2 separate regions of the Sus scrofa genome follow, and region 2 is linked to region 1. The links are chromatin contacts, called in public HiChIP or PLAC-seq maps. All regions are on one chromosome and are shown on one strand. Each heading gives the region's core, a stretch centred on a gene start, on an enhancer-like site or on the middle of the called end of the contact. The rest is flanking DNA. Distances are from core to core; before and after follow the strand shown. Region 1 holds the start of WDR34 (WD repeat-containing protein 34). Region 2 holds the start of KYAT1 (kynurenine--oxoglutarate transaminase 1).

What was found. HiChIP or PLAC-seq counts read pairs in DNA pulled down with a chosen protein or histone mark.
Region 2: an H3K27ac HiChIP or PLAC-seq map of alveolar macrophages shows a contact between it and region 1. The contact joins the promoter of KYAT1 here to the promoter of WDR34 in region 1. A contact is called at or near these places in 4 of 47 Hi-C or Micro-C datasets (heart right ventricle, liver, mesenteric adipose tissue and 1 more) and 2 of 2 datasets of contacts at active chromatin or transcription factors (alveolar macrophages and skeletal muscle).

The regions. Positions count from the first base shown.
Region 1 is chr1:269,027,362-269,035,141 of Sscrofa11.1, reverse strand. It overlaps WDR34 (WD repeat-containing protein 34), which reads left to right and starts at 4,164. Exons shown (of 9, transcript XM_005660487.3): 1 at 4,164-4,818. The coding sequence starts at 4,633.
Region 2 is chr1:269,205,935-269,213,714 of Sscrofa11.1, reverse strand. It overlaps KYAT1 (kynurenine--oxoglutarate transaminase 1), which reads left to right and starts at 4,162. Exons shown (of 13, transcript XR_002337758.1): 1 at 4,162-4,293. It overlaps LRRC8A (volume-regulated anion channel subunit LRRC8A), which reads right to left and starts at 4,055. Exons shown (of 4, transcript XM_001928850.6): 1 at 3,942-4,055; 2 at 727-833.

The sequences.
Region 1 (7,780 bases), core at 2,915-5,414:
GTTCCCAGGCTATGGGTCTAATTGGAGCTGTTGCCACTGGCCTACGCCAGAGCCACAGCAACGCTGGATCTGAGCCACGGTCTGTGGCCTACACCTCAGCTCACGGCAATGCCATATCCTTAACGCACTGAGTGAGGCCAGGGATTGAACCTGCAACCTCGTGGTTCCTAGTCGGATTCATTTCTGCTGCGCCATGACAGGAACTCCTAGGAACTGTTTTATGTGCTTGCTTTCCAAGTGTTAACTCATTCAGCCCTATTTCAACCCAATGAGATAGGCCTAACATCTCAGTTTTATAAATCAGAAAATTGAGGCATGGAGTGATTTAAAGAAAAGAGCGTAGACTTTTGAATCAGGCAGTTCTGTGTTTTAGTCCAAACTTTACCTCATCAGCTGTGCATGAACTTGGACGAGTCCATAAAGCTCTATGAACCCAGAGTTCCCGTCATGACTCAGTGGTTAATGAATCTGACTAGGAACCATGAGGTTGCAGGTTCGATCCCTGGCCTCGCTCAATGGGTTAAGGATCTGGCATTGCTTGAGCTGTGGTGTAGGTCACAGGCGTGGCTTGGATCTTGCATTGCTGTGGCTCTGGCGCAGGCCGGCAGCTATAGCTCCAATTAACCCCCTAGCTTGGGAACCTCCATGTGCCGCAGGAGCGGCCCTAGAAAAGGCAAAAAGAAAAAAAAAAAAAAAAAAAAGCTCTATGAACCTATCTGTGAGATGTGGATTATAATACTTGACCTATTAGGATGTTGTAAGAATTCATTGAAAGTGCTTAGCTGATGACTCCATATGCTAGGATGTGTTATTTGTTATTATTATATCATTAGTTGTTTCATCCTTGGAACATGGTATATAGACATTTAAAAGTTGAGTTGTTTACTAAGTACAACTGAATGTTTGTAAGATAATTGCCACCAAAGTTTTAAAGTGGGGGTGCCTTCTTTGTTGCCTTTTTGCCTCTTTGAATGTATCTGAACATTCTCTGAACACACATTTACTGAACTTTCTTTGAAGCAAGAAGTAGGAAGCAGGAAACTTGTGGAAATGACCTGCTAGGCCGGGTGAGCCCCAGTTGAGATTTAAAAGGGGCCCTGTCCTATCTGTAAGGCTGGAAACTGTTCTTACTGATTCAATTAATCTTTACACTGTGCCAGGCAGAGTGCTGGGCTCTAGAGACAGTTATGGTCCCCGTGTTGGTGGAGCTGACAGGTATTTCTACCTTGTTACTAAATTACTTTTTTTTTTTTTTTTGCTTTTTTTGGCTGCTCCATGGCACATGAAGTTCCAGGGCCAGGGCTAAGATCCTAGCCACAGCTGTGACCGATGCTGCAGCTGCCACAATGCTGGATCCCTAACCCAACCTGGGTCCCAGTGCCCCAGAGATGCTGCTGATTCCATTGTGCCACATTGGGAACTCCCTAAATTACAATTTTTTTTTTTTGTCTTTTTGCCTTTTCTAGGACTGCACTTGCGGCATATGGAGGTTCCCAGGCTAGAGGTCTAATCGGAGTTGTAGCGCCAGCCTATGCCACAGCCACAGCCGCAGCCACAGCCATGCCAGATCCGAGCTGGGTCTGTGACCTCCTCCACAGCTCACGGCAATGCCATATCTTTAACCCACTGAGTCAGGCCAGGGATTGAACCCACAACCTCACGGTTCCTAGTTGGGTTTGTTTCCGCTGCACCACGACAGGAACTCCCCTAAATTACAATTTTGAGGAGTGCTCCATAGGAGATAAACTCAATCCCCTGAGAGCCAGCAATGGGCTTGAGATCTGGCCCCCGTAGTAAATAACACTTCCAAGGAGGCATGAAGGTCAGGAGGGCAGGAAGGAGTGCTCTAGGTGGAGGGAAGGTGCACGGAGGCCAGAGGTCTGGCGGAGGAGTTTGATTTGCTGTCAGGGTAAAGGAATGGCCAGAGTGCCTGCAGCTTCAGAATGGGAGAAAGAGCCTCCCACCCCCACCCCTGCCCAAGCACCACAGGGCCACTTCCTGTCCAATTGCTTCTGCTTCTCCTCCTCTTCCTCCTCCAGTGAGCCTTGCTCCCCTTCCAGCCTCCTCCTTTCTGGCACAAGTGCCTGCTCAAGACTCTCCCACCCTGGAAACGTTTCCCCAGCTGTCCTGTGTAATACTTGACACAGCAAACCTTTGTTCTTTCATTCCCTCCTTTCTAATCACAAATAAACCACAATAAGACTTGAACCCTACAAAGAGAGAAAAATAAAAACCTAAATTACCCAGGAGCAGCTGTTATCCATATTTGGATCCATGCCTCTGGGTTTTGTTAGAAATATATATTGTGGAGTACCACGGTGGCCTAGCAGGTTAAAGATCCAGCGTTGTCACTGCTGTGGTGGGGTTTGATCCGTGGCCCTGGGAACTTTTGCTTACATGCCACAGGCCCAGCCAAAAAATAAAAATAAAAAAGGAAAAAGATACATATATTGTTATAAAAATAGGATAAGATGCAATGTACATAAATTGGATTTTATAAAAGCTTTACTATGCTGCAAACATTTTGCCACATTTAAAGAGCAGTGTAACAACACTCTTAATGGCCACCTGAGATTCTAATACCATGTATTAGAAAAACTCAACCAAAGGCTCAGTGTCCATTCTTTCTCAAATATTTAGTGAACACCTGTTGTGTGCCATGACTTTGCTTAGAAATTTAGGCTGACTGCAGAATCTTGCTGTTATCATAGTAATACTACTGTAAATGAATAATTGCTGAATATCCTTGGGTCTCAATGTCTGTGCAAATCTGTAATTGTTTTTATTTTATTATTACTATTATTATTTTTTGTCTTTTTGCCTTTTCTAGGGCTGTTCCTGTGGCACATGGAGGTTCCCAGGCTAGGGGTCTAATTGGAGCTGTAGCCACTGGCCTACACCAGAGCCACAGCAACGCCGGATCTGAGCCGTGTCTGCAACCCACACCACAGCTAATGATAACACCAGATCCTTCACCCACTGAGCAAGGCCAGGGCTCGAACCCACAACCTCATGGTTCCTAGTTGGATTCATTAACCACTGTGCCATGATGGGAACTCCTGAAGCTGTTATTGTTGATTCAGGAAAAATTCCCAGAAGTAAGATTTCTAGATTAAAGAGGAGGCTCACTTTAATGTCAAATTACAGTCCAGTTTGTTAGATTTTGCCTATTTTCACTCATACTTACTTCCTGTGTTGAGCTTCCTAATAATATCCATTACTTTCTCTACTTCCTCCTAAACCCTCTGCAGGCTGGCTTTTGTTCCCACAACTCTACTGAAATTGTTTGGGGCACTGAATACCTGGGACTATCCTTCTCTTCTTGAAATATTCTCCTTCCTTTATCAGGTAAAGCAGGTCCTACTGGCCTTAGCCTTTTGCAGTCTCATTTTATGTCTAGGAAACCAAGGCCCAAAGAGGTACCAAGTCTATTAAAGGGACAAAGCACTGGTCAGGCTTCAAATCCAGGCATTCTGACTCCTACAGCCTTGAACTTCTTTTCTGAGTATGATTTTTGGAATTCTTGGTGGTGTTTGCAAATTTTTCTGTTAAGAGGGCCTCACAAGGAGAATTCTATCTGGTTCCATTTTATTTTTAGGAAGAAATTCCTGTTGCGTTCCATGCCTCCTCTCCCACTGCCCCCCCATCCCTAATCTAATCAGTCCTCAAGGCCTTGGCTGGAAAAAGGTCCTGATGAGAACTCAGTGCTGAAGTGGTGCAGAGGGGCCTCTGATTGGGCAGATTTACAACCCTCTGAGAGTTTAGGGATAGGAGGAAAGTGGCCCAGAGGACCTGGCCGGAGGACTCTTGCTAGGAGTCTCAGAATAGGGCCTTGGGCCAAGCAGCTGCCCCCGAGATCTTGGGCAAATACGATGTAGCTGATCTGGAGCAGTTACTTTTCTGACCATCAACCACCCTCATGGGACATGTAACAGCTGATTCTTCATAGAGTTAGTTTGAGGAGTTATTAGGATCAACATACAGAAAACTGTGGACTCGACCTGCTACATGATAAACACTCAATAATGGGGTAGTTGTTCGGGTCTTTAATTTTGGCTTAAGCATTTTTCTATATCCGACCTCATCTGGGCCTTTCAACTACGCAACCACACTCTGGATCTACATGTGGACATTTAAAATCGCCATTTTATTGAGGCAGAAAATGGTAAGAGGGAGACCACTTGGCTTTGAGGTGGCCGCCAACTGGAGCCATGGGGTCGTAGGGCTCTGCTGGAGCATCCGGCTGCACTGCCAGCACTGCACCTCTAAGTCCGCAACTCTCCAGCCCGCCGCGGCCGCAGACTCCCGCCCTCGTCTCTGCGCCTGGCCGCCCAGCGCCATCTTTGAAGCTGGCACTTGCGCCCTGCATCCGCACTTCCCGTCCCCCTTCTCCAGAGCAGCTGCGCATGCCCTAAGCGTGCTCCCTCTGGAGTTGGAGAATGCAAAAGTAGTACTGCTTGTCGCATCGTCGGAAAAGAGTCATTTATCTTTTCTTCTCGGGTCTTGGAAGGAGGCGCTCTGACAAATTCAAAAATGGCGCCGATAGCCTCATCTCCTCAGTCTTCCGCTCTGGAGGCGCAGGGACGAAGGTCGCGGCGGAGTGCGCCGGCGTAAGGAGGCGGGGCCGTCTCCATGGCAACCTGCGCGCTGAGAGGGCAACTCTTCCCGGCGGGAAGGGCGGGTGCTGAGGCGCTGGCGACCCGCGGGATTGCGAGTCCCGAGGGGCCCGAGCGGCCCGGGCCGCTGCAGGACGAGACCCTGGGCGTAGCGTCGGTGCCTTCGCAGTGGAGGACCGTCCAGGGCATCCGCGGGGAGACGGTGAGGGCGCGGGCTCCGCTCGGGGGGACGCGGGCGGGAGGGTGAGGGATGGCGCGCGGCCACCAGGCCAGGTTCTCGGGTCCCACCGTTTAATTTTTACATTTTAATGCACAGAAACTAACTCTTGGGATGCTCTGTCCCAATTTCCCCAGTCTTTGACTACCAACAGAAAGGGTTTTTCTTTAAAAACCTCTAAAGACCCCACTTTGTGGAGGTCTTTGTGTGAACTGCAGTTTTTAGGCATTTCAGACTGACTTTCACTTAGTAAAATGCCCGAGCTGCATCTTAAGGTCGAGATACGCCGGCTTTCGAGTACGTAGTTGGACCCAAAGCACACAGACGAGATTGTCTGAGATGAGGGCAGGGCTTCTGAGGGGTCTGGGTGTAGGTTTTGTAGGTGTGGAGAGACTTGTTCTGGCGCTGATGATTCATCAGTCGACAGTGCTGGAGCTCCGTCCTGGAGCCGTAGTTTTGCAGGGGACAGAAAATAAACAATGTCCGTTATAAATAAATTGCAGCGTGTGTTAGAGGCAGTAGTGCCATGGACAAAGGGAAAAGGGTGCGGGATTAGAAAGACCGGGTTGGGGATTTGAGGGTGGGCTGCAGGGCGGGCCTCCCTGAGAGGGTGATGTTTCAACAACAATTTGGAGGAGCGAGAGATTTAGCCAAGTGGATACCTGAGTTAGAACCCTCCAGGCAGAGCCAACTTCAGGTGCAAAGGCCCTGGGGTTGGAGCACATCTGATGCGTGAGGAGGCGGATGGGGCTGGAGAGGAAGGAGAATGGCCCCAGGTGAGGTCAGAGAGGGTAAGGAGAGGCAGGTCAGGTGTAGGACCTTGCAGATCATTGTAAGGATGTTGGCTTTTCCTCAGTAAAAATGAGCGTTACAGGGGGGCTGCATATTTCCCAGAAGAGGAAACAGGGTTCACTTGCCACACAGGTGTTTGAACCTGCAGAGCCTACATCCTCAGCAACGCCAGTGACATTTCCACGAAGTCTACTCTCTTTTTTCTTTTTTTTTTCATGGCTGAACCCATGGCATAAGGAAGTTCCCTCATCAGGGATTGAATCTGAGCGGCAGCTGCAGCATCACTAGATCCTTTAACCCCCTCGAAGCAATTGGAGCTGCTGCATTCAGATTGTGTTTTAGGGCTGCACCTGTGGCAGATGGAAGTTGCTAGGCTAGGGATCGAATAGGAGCTGCAGCTGCTGGCCTACACCACAGCCGCAGCAACTCGGGATCAGAGCCGCGTCTGTGACCTACACCACAGCTCACGGCAATACCGGGTCCTTAACCCACTGAGCAAGGCCATCGATTGAACCCTCGTCCTCATGGTTACTAGTGGAGTGGGTTCGTTACTACTGAGCCATGAAGAGAACTCCCTGCAGTTGGAACCTTAGTGCACTGTGCTACTGTGGGAACTCCTGAAGTCCTACTCTTGAGGATTTGCCTCAAGCCAACATTTCGCAGTTCTCAAACCAGATTTGATCTAGCTTCAGAGTACTTCCCACGTTACTCTGCTGCATAGGAATGGTTCTGGTTAAAAGCATAAGGAGTGGGAATTCCTGTCGTTGCTGGGTGGTTAACGAATCCGACTAGGAACCATGAGGTTGCAGGTTCAATCCCTGGCCTTGCTCAGTGGGTTAAGGATCCGGCGTTGCCATGAGCTATGGTGTAGGTTGCAGACTCGGCTTGGATCCCGAGTTGCTGTGGCTGTGGTGTAGGCTGACAGCTACAGCTCTGATTCAACCCCTAGCCTGGGAACCTCCATATGCTGTGGGAGCGCCCCTAGAAATGGCAAAAAGACAAAAAAAAAAAAAAGCAAAGGGAGTGGATACTTTAGTTATAGCTACCCATCCTTATCGAAGGTAAGTGTGTAATTAACATTCACTGACTTAAAAAAAAAAATTCTTGAAATAGCTCTTGCTTGCCAAAGATTTAGACTTTAAAAGACTCCAGGTTGTGAACCAGTGTCTCAGTCTAACTTTTACCTTTTTTTTTTTTTAAACAAAGAGATTGGTTTGTTGATTTTCTTGTAGCTGCTATAGTTTTAACCTGTGAGGGTTTGAAGAACTAATTCTAATACCTGAGGTGTAAAGGTTTTCATCTCTGAGGTGGTTCACTTCCATTAGTCTCTTCTGTCTTATTAAAGGAGGTTTTTTTTGTTGTTGTTGTTTTTTTCCTTTTTGGGGCCATACCTGCAGCATATGAAAGTTCCCAGGCTAGGGGTCGAATTGGAGCTGCAGCTGGTGTCCTACACCACAGCTATAGCAACATGGGATCCGAGCTGCGTCTGCAACCTCCACCACAGCTCAGCAACTCTGGATCCTTAACCCATTGAGCGAGGCCAGGGATCGAACCTGCATCCTTATGGATATTAGTAGGATTTGTTTCCACCGAGCCACAAGGGGAACTCCCTGAAGGAGTTTTTTTGGGGTTTTTTTTTTTTTGGCCACACCTGTGGCGTGTGGAAGTTCCTGGAGCAGGCATCTAGCCCACAGTGTGCTTCTGGCCTGCACCACAGTGACAAGAATGCTGAATCCTTAACGCATTGTGCCACGAGGGAAATTCTGAAGGAGATTCTTTATTAAATTGTAAGACTGTTGCAGGAGGAGTTCCCTTAGTGGCTGAGAAGTAATGAACCCAACTAGGATCCATGAGGATTCGGGTTCGATCCCCGGCCCTGCTCAGTGGGTTAAGGATCCAGCATCACCATGAGCTGTGGTGTAGGTTGCAGACACGGCTCAGATCCTGTGTTGCTGTTGCTGTGGCTGTGTCGTAGGCCGGCAGCTCTAGCTCTGATTGGACCCCCAGGCTGGGAACCTCATATGCCACAGGTATGGCCCTAAAAAGCCAAAAAAAAAGTTGCGGAAGTCAGAAGTGGTAAATTGCTTTTTCCAGGTTACCTTTTTTTCTCTTTATAAAAGTTGTCTGTATCCAAAATTTAGGAAAAATATGGATA
Region 2 (7,780 bases), core at 2,913-5,412, 180 kb before region 1:
GCGCCTTCTGGGACACTCTGTGCTACCTTCCTGGTGTCAACACAGTTAACCTTCAAAACACCCCAGAGGGAGGCAGGGGGCTGCTCTCATCCTCTTTTCAGAGATGAGGAAGCCGAGGCTCAGAGAGGTGCAGGGACTGGCTCACAGTCACTTGTCGAGCACGTGACAACTGGGACTCAAGCCTAGGCCTGACGACAAAGTCTGGGTCCTAATGGGGCACACTCCTGCCTTTGGGAACCGTTTTCCAGAGTTGGCCGAGGAAGCCCCCGTCCCCAAAGATGCCACATGGCCAAATAAGTGTGGGGAGACACGACTTGCTGGCTCCCTCTCGACATCCTTCAAGGCTCTGAGAAGGCCTGCAGCGCAGACCAAGACAAGCCACTGTGCCCAGAGTCACCTGATCTCTGGGACCACAGAAACTGGCTGTTCCACGGAACATGCCTTGGGAAACGTGGTCACAAGACAGCATTAACAACCACCCGGACGGACACAACCCAGGAGTCCGTGATGCATGTTCACACCGGCCTCGAGAGGAGGACAGCCATGTGCTCCTCAGCTGGCCCCTGAGTCGAGAGAAGACAGAAGAATTCTGTCTCTGCCACCTCTGCCCTAGAAGCCCTGACTTACACAGAGGAGGGCAAAGGGCTGCAGGGAGAGATACGCTGCTCTTCGCCCTCTGGGCTGGGGAAGGCACCTGCCCGGAGGCCGCGGCTGGCCAGTCCTTACCCTGCGGATGGCTCTGCTATCTGCGTGTCGGCTGTCGGCGCTGAGGCTGGCCCACGTCTGTCGGGGCAGGGGCCTGGCATTCCTTCCGCTCCATGGAAGCTGCCTCCCTACGAGGAACCAAGAGCTGCTGTCAGCAGAGGTGTGTGCCACCCATGGTCTGAGTGCCTGCTCGGTGCCAGGCTGCGCTGTGCCACAGACGAGAGGGGATCGGTCTATGCGGAGATGCCAAATCAACAGTCACAACTGGCTCTTGAGCATCCGGGACCCTGCTGGGGCAGCCCCGACCCTATGGCACAAAGCAGAAGCACTAGGCCCAGGCTAGCAGGGTCGGGCGCTGCCTGAGCTGACTCCTGGGGAAGAGCGGGAGCTGAGAAAGAGCATTCCAGGCAGAAGGAACGGCACATGTTTGCCTGGAGGGGAGAGAAGAGGACATCTAGAGAGCGCTGAGCGGTCCAGCCTGGCCAGATCTGGGACTGGAGGCGGAAGTGGGGAGAGGTCAGCTACAGCGGGGTGAGCTGGATCCGGGCAGAGACATGGCCCCGGCCCAGACATACAACGTCCACGCAAACACAAAAGCCAGCCATCACCTGTAGTTAAGAAGCATTTAGTGAGCACCTACTACATGCCAGGCAGTCTGCTCAGAACGGTCCACAAGAGTGAACAAGACAAGCTGGGTAGGAGAGAGAGAGGTGCAATCGGACTACAGGCTGGGGCAGCCCAAACCAGCCAGGAACTGGAAGCATGACCCAGCCATCAGGCAGGGAAGGCCAAAGGATAAGGAGGCATTAGCGGGAAGGGAGCAAGGGGTTGGGGGGGGAATGGACACGGCTGCACAAAGGGACTGTGGAGCCTTCCAGCCATTGACACCACTGAGCAGGTATCACAGCTACTTGATGGTGGACACTAGGCTGGGGGAAAGAGGCAGGAGACGGTCCCCAGCCTCACAGGGAGCCAGTCAACAACGGGGCAATACTGCACAGGGTGATGACAGCTAGGCAGTGAAGCGCCAGGGGCTATAGAGGAACAGAAGCCAGGGGAGCCGGCCTCCACCTCCACCCCCCTCAGCAAGGAGTGGGATCCCCCCCGCCCCCACAACCCGGAGGCTGAGAGGTCCTGTCACTTGTCCGGGACAGAGGCGGGCCCAGAACTCAGGCCTCTAGACTCCCTGGCAGAGGAGTCTCCTAACCCTTCCTCTTGCAGGAAACACTAGCTGACCTCCCCCTATGTATTCACCCCAGCTAAGTCCTCGTCCTCTGGCTGCCTCTGGAACATTGCTAGTGTTATGCCGGCCGCTGTATCAACGTTCTCCTGCCTGCCTCTCCTCCCAGACCGTGGCCAGTGACTCTGTTCTCCTAGTACCACTGCCGGCCCAGGCCAGGCCCTTACCAAAGGATGGCTGAGGGAATGAATGAATGAGTCAAGGGACAGAACGATGCTGTGCTGGGCTTTAGGGCCCCACCTCCAATCTAGCTGACGCCCCACGAGGTCTCAGACCATCAGCCTGGAAAAATCCATCACCTCCACTCTCGGGAGAGGGCGTCAGGAACCAGGCTGATTCTTTTCCTCCACCTCCTAGAGGCGAGGTCCAGACCAAGCCAGGCAGCAACCCAAGGTCCGGCCGAGTTCTGACCTGAGTCCTGACCTACAGGGGCAGTCCACCCCACGCCCCACCCCCACCCCAGTCCAGAAAGGCCACTGAAAGTGTGCAGAGGAAACGGCTTCCTAGTAGGTGTGTCCCGGGGATGGAGCATCTGGGGGAAGTCATGAACATTTCTCGGGCCCTTGCTCTGTGGCCCACAGCCCCTGGAAGGCGAGGGGCATTCAAGCTAACCCCAAAGAATGGCTAAAACTGGGAGACAGGGAGGCAGCGGTCAGTATTCCTACCCCAGCACCTCTCCAAAAGCCAGTCCTCTGGCACCAGTCAGCTGTCCTTCCCTCCCCTTGTGAGCCAGAAGAAAACGTGACCTTCATGGAAGCAATGCCAGTGTGACTGGGCCACAGGCACTGCCCAGTTCCTCTGAACAAACTCCCACTGCCCCGTCCCTCCACAGGAAGGATCACAGCATCGGACCTCCTCCTCCTGCCTCCAGTCTGTCTGTCTGCCAGACGGTCTGCTCAGAGGGCAGGATACAGTTTGGCAGGGGTAAAAAGCACTCGTAATGGAAAAGGTGGGAGAGGCCTTTGGGAGCTTTTCAGCTGTCCCAGCCTTCCTCTGTAGTTGAGATCCAAATTCCCCTTCCCTCATCAAGCTCTCTCCCTCTTCATCCTCAAAAGGTTCCTGGGGGGTAGGGAAGCCTCCATCAAGGAGGAGTGTGGTCACCAAGGGCTGCCCCCCTCTCCAGCCAAATCTCCAGCAGGAGGAGGTTGCCAGACACCCCCCAACCACCACTCCTTCTTCCCAAAAAAGGCAGCAGTTGCATCAGCTAAGAACCAGCTCAATCTTGGTTCACTCCAGTCCAGACCAGGGGAAAGAAGCAGTCTACAAAAGGAGCAGAATCATCATGAACCTCAAATGCCGGCAGCTCAGCTCCTTCACCTTGGGAGCCAACTTTGCTGGACCTCCAGCCTGGACCTCATCAGACCTGGCTCTCCCGCCCATCTGGATGCACAGGACATCTGTAGGGTCCAGAGCCTCGGACCCTGGACCAGGTTTCCCAGGAATCTCAGTCCAGAGAGCCCCCAAGAACCTAGCCAGGGATCTGCCCCAGATCAGGGCACAGTTCCCGCCGGATCAAGGAGAGGGAGGGGTCCAGGAAAGAGGGGGGTGTCAGAAGCCCAGGAGAAGGGGCTTTTTTGAAAACGAAAAAAAAAAAAAAAACTACCAAGAAGAGATCCCAGAGGTGGAACCTCTAGGAAGGGGGTATGTGTGTGTGGAGGGGTGAGGATCTGGGGGAACCCAGGGGATGACAAGGGGACCTGGGGGAGCCGAGGCGGAAACTCCCGGTATGTAGAGCGCAAGGAGGCACTGGGGTGCCTGGGAGGGGGCTCGCGCGCCGCGGCACCGCGGAGAGGGTGGGGGCCCCAGCGACCCCGGGGATGGGGAACCCGGAGGAAGGCCGAACTGAGCTGCGGCAGGAGGCCTCCAGGGAGCCGGCCCCGGCGGGCAGAACCCGACCTGTCCAGGGCGCCCGGGGCCGGACAGCTGGCCGGGGACGTATAGGAGTGGATTTCGAGAGGTGACAGCTCGTGCCCCCTTCCCCTCCCCACTCTCTTACCTGAGCCCGCCGCGCCCGGCCGCCCAGCCGGCAGCTCCGAGCCCCCGCCTCGCCGTCCCGCCGCCGGCTGCAGCGCCCCTCCGGCGCCTCCTTTTGTTTGTCCCTCACTGCACCACTCAGCCTCCTCCGCCCCGGAAGTGACGTCACCGTCGGGCGCGAACGCGGCGGCCAGGGTGTTGCCATCTTTTTGAGGGGCGCAGTCTCCAAGCCTTCACCTCCTCCTCCTCTCCCTGCTGGCGCCATGTTGCTTTGGGGCGGAAGTAGCGGAGCCGGGGTTCGGCCCCCTTAAAGGGACAGGGACTGCTGTAACCTTGCCGGCTTGGGGACGAAGGGTGAAGCGGCCGAGGCGGGGGTGAGTAGCTGCTGCCTGAGCGTTGCTGCCCCGAAGTCAGGTGGCGTGGCGGGAGGGCCTGGTAACTGGTTCCGAGCTCGATTGTGCCAGACCCCTCGCTTCGTTTGCGCTGAAAGGTTGACCCAGCCGGGAGCCGTTGCGCGCGCTTCTCGCTGACCCGCACTCGGACACAGGGACCTTCCGGGCTGATCCTCTCTGCACCCCCATCCCCCACTCCCCCACCCCCAGCAGTCGGTGGGGAAGAGAGAACCCAATGCAACTGGACGAAATCTGAGCAGAGCCGGGTCTGGAACGGGGTGCCGGACTCCAGCTCTATGGATCCCGAGCCCTCGGAGTATCCAGATTGATAATAGTAACGGCAACCACGTTAAGACAGAATCCGTACATTGAAAGACAGTGCCTCCACTAAAAAGAAAAATGTTCAATACGCACTAATATGGGACGACTTCCAAGATAACTTAGATGGGAAAAGGAAGGAGCGAAAAGAACAGCGTTAATCATACTACCGATTGTTTTGAAAGAACGTGTTGTGGGGAGGGGTACGGGTGTCTGCGGGTGTGTGAACCAGCCGCCTTGTCAAATAAATGCGAGAGAAGTTGTTCACTGGGGTGGCCTCGAACAGGAGAACCGGGATCCTGGGGATCTGGACATGGGGGAAGAATTTACTACCGAGTGCACAGGTTGGTTAAAAATAAAGTGGGAAGATGAGAATAATGACCGGTTCTGGTTTATCTAGGGCTGACAGGTGCGTGCTTTCAGCTCTCCTGCTGGAAGGTCTTGTATTTCCCCATTACGGGAGGAACCAGGCTGAGAAATTAGGGACCTTAGTAATGTCGCATAGCCAGGAAATGAAAAAGCTGGAATTTGAGCCCTGGAGGAGTTTACACTAATGCCATCATTCTTGCTTATCCCCCTCTTGAGAAGCCTTTTTGTTTGTTTGTTTGTTTTTGTTTTGTTATCAACCACACAATTCACTTGGAACCTGACACACAGCAGAATCCAGTAACTGTTTATTGGCTGGAATGGTCAGGAGACAACCATAGTGTAGAATGAAGAGAAGCGCGCTTTGGAGCCCAGAACCCAATCTGGAGCCCAAGACTTGCTTCTTCCAGCCTTGAGACTCTGGACCAGGCACATACCTCCCAGAGCCTCCATGTCCCCTCCTGTAGAACTAACTACAATGACTGACGCTGAGTGCTCCCACCTGGCCTGCTTTACATGCCAATTAGCCCCATTTTACAGATCAGTAAGTGCAGAGAAGTGAAGAAAGTTGCCCACCACAACATTGTAAATCAACTATACTTCAATTTTTTTTAAAGTTGCCCAGGAGCTCTCTGGTGACACAGCAGGTTAAGGATCTGGTGTTATCATTCCTGTGGCTCTGGTTACTGCTGTGGCTTGGGTTTGATCCCTGGCCTGGGAACTTCTTTTTTTGCGGGGAGGGGGGAGCACTCTTGCAGCATATGGAGGTTCCCAGGCTAGGGGTTGAATCAGAGCTGCAGCTGCCAGCCTAACCACAGCCACAGCCATGCCAGATCCCAGCCACCTCTGCAACTTACGCCACAACTCACGGCCATGCCGGATCCTTAACCCACAGAGAGAGGCCAGCGATGGAACCCACCTCCTCATGGATACTAGTCACATTTTAACCCTCTGAGCCACAGCAGGAACTCCCTGGCCTGGGTACTTCTGCATGCTGGGTACTTCTGCATGTTATAAATAAATAACAGAGAGTTAGCAATGAGAAATCTTTCCCTCTGATGTCCCCCTCCCATTCCTTTGGCCCCTAGAGTGGCATCCAGCTTGCTGACGCAGACACTCTGCCCATGGAGCAAAGGTGTCAATATGGCAAAGTCCCAGGGTTATCAGATTGCCTGTGTGCTGGGACATCTAGCTGAGTGTGATCCCCCCATTTCTGTAGCCAGGAGGCCAAAGTCACTCCTGACCTAACAGACGTGGGGCCACATCCCACTCCCAGATGGCACTGCCAGCTTCCTGAAATATTTCCCAAATGCTCATCTCACTCCCTCATTCTTGTACCAGAGAGTGGTACAAGCTTTGGCTTCACAGCTGGGGGCCCTTCTCTGCTTTCCTAGGCCTTGGATTTTGGGGTAAGTCCTTTCCCCATCTGAGACTCAGTTCCTCCATCTGTAAAACTGACAGGACTCTCTCTCATCCTGGCATGAAACCTAGATGCATTCATTACTTTTTTCTGCCATGTGTAAAACTGCCCTACAGAGTGAGATTTTGATTTTGGAGCTTGATCCCATGCCAGGAGGAGGAAGGAGTGGGCTGCCTACTGGAATCTCATTTGAGATCCCTACCCACCAAACCTGTGCCCTGGGCTCCAGAAGCCATTTCTCCTTTGCCAGTTTGAAAGCCAAGAGGAACTATGTGTAAGTCAGTGAACTTGTTATAGTTCCTCAGACAGGCTGTCACCTCCCTTAGGGGAGAACCATTGACTGGACAAGTGTTGGGGCTTTTTGCCCAAGCTCTCAGCATGTGAAAGTTCCTGGTCCAGGGATCGAACCCACGCCACAGCAACAACCCAAGCCACTGCAGTGACAACACCAGATCCTTAACCCTCTGAGCCACAAGACAACTTCCAGATTTGACAAGTTTTCACCAGACACTTGTCCTACAGGGAGTCTGTGTTTTTAGATCCCAAAGAAACAGACAAAAAAATCAGGATTCATTATCTGCGAGAGATTTTTTTGTTCTGTTTGGTTAACTGATTTTTATGGAAAGCTTTAGAGGTTTCCATGTTAATAGCTTATTGTCACTGAAAGATTAAGTGGGCCAGGATCTGTGCTAAATGCTTTTGGGGGGGTGATTGCATTATTATTGTCCCCATTGTACAGATGAGAAAGCTGAGCCTGGTATGACACAACCAAGGTCCTGTCGCTAGTTCAGAGTGGAACTGGGACGTTTTATCTAAGTTATAAATCCAGGCTTTCATCATCTGTGGCTGCTGGCGTAACAGACTGGTCTTACCTGGTCCGCCCTCCCTAGGCTCCTATTCTAAAAGTGCCATGGATTGTGTTTTCTCAGTAAGTGGGGGGGGGCACCTACAGCATCTTTCCAGCACCATATAGACCTGCCCAGTAAAGAACTGACTCAGGAGAGTTCCCTGGTGGCTCAGCGGGTTAAGCATCTGTGGAGCAAGTTTGAACCTTGGCCCTGAACTTCTGAGTACTGCAGGCACAGCCAGAAAAGAAAGAAAAACTGACTCAAGCCAAATACCAAGTGTGCCTCTATTTTTTTTTTTTTAATTCTGTTTGCCTGCACCCACAGCATGTGGAAGTTCTTGGGCCAGGGATCGAACCTGTGCCACAGCAGCGACCGGAGCCACAGCAGTGACAATGCTGGATCCTTAGCTGGCTATGCCACCAGGGAACTCCAAATGCGCCTAGTAACACCTAGTATCCTTACCACACAGAACTGGCTGAGGTGATGGGGGGCCAGGCTGCAGAGCCAAAATCCTCTT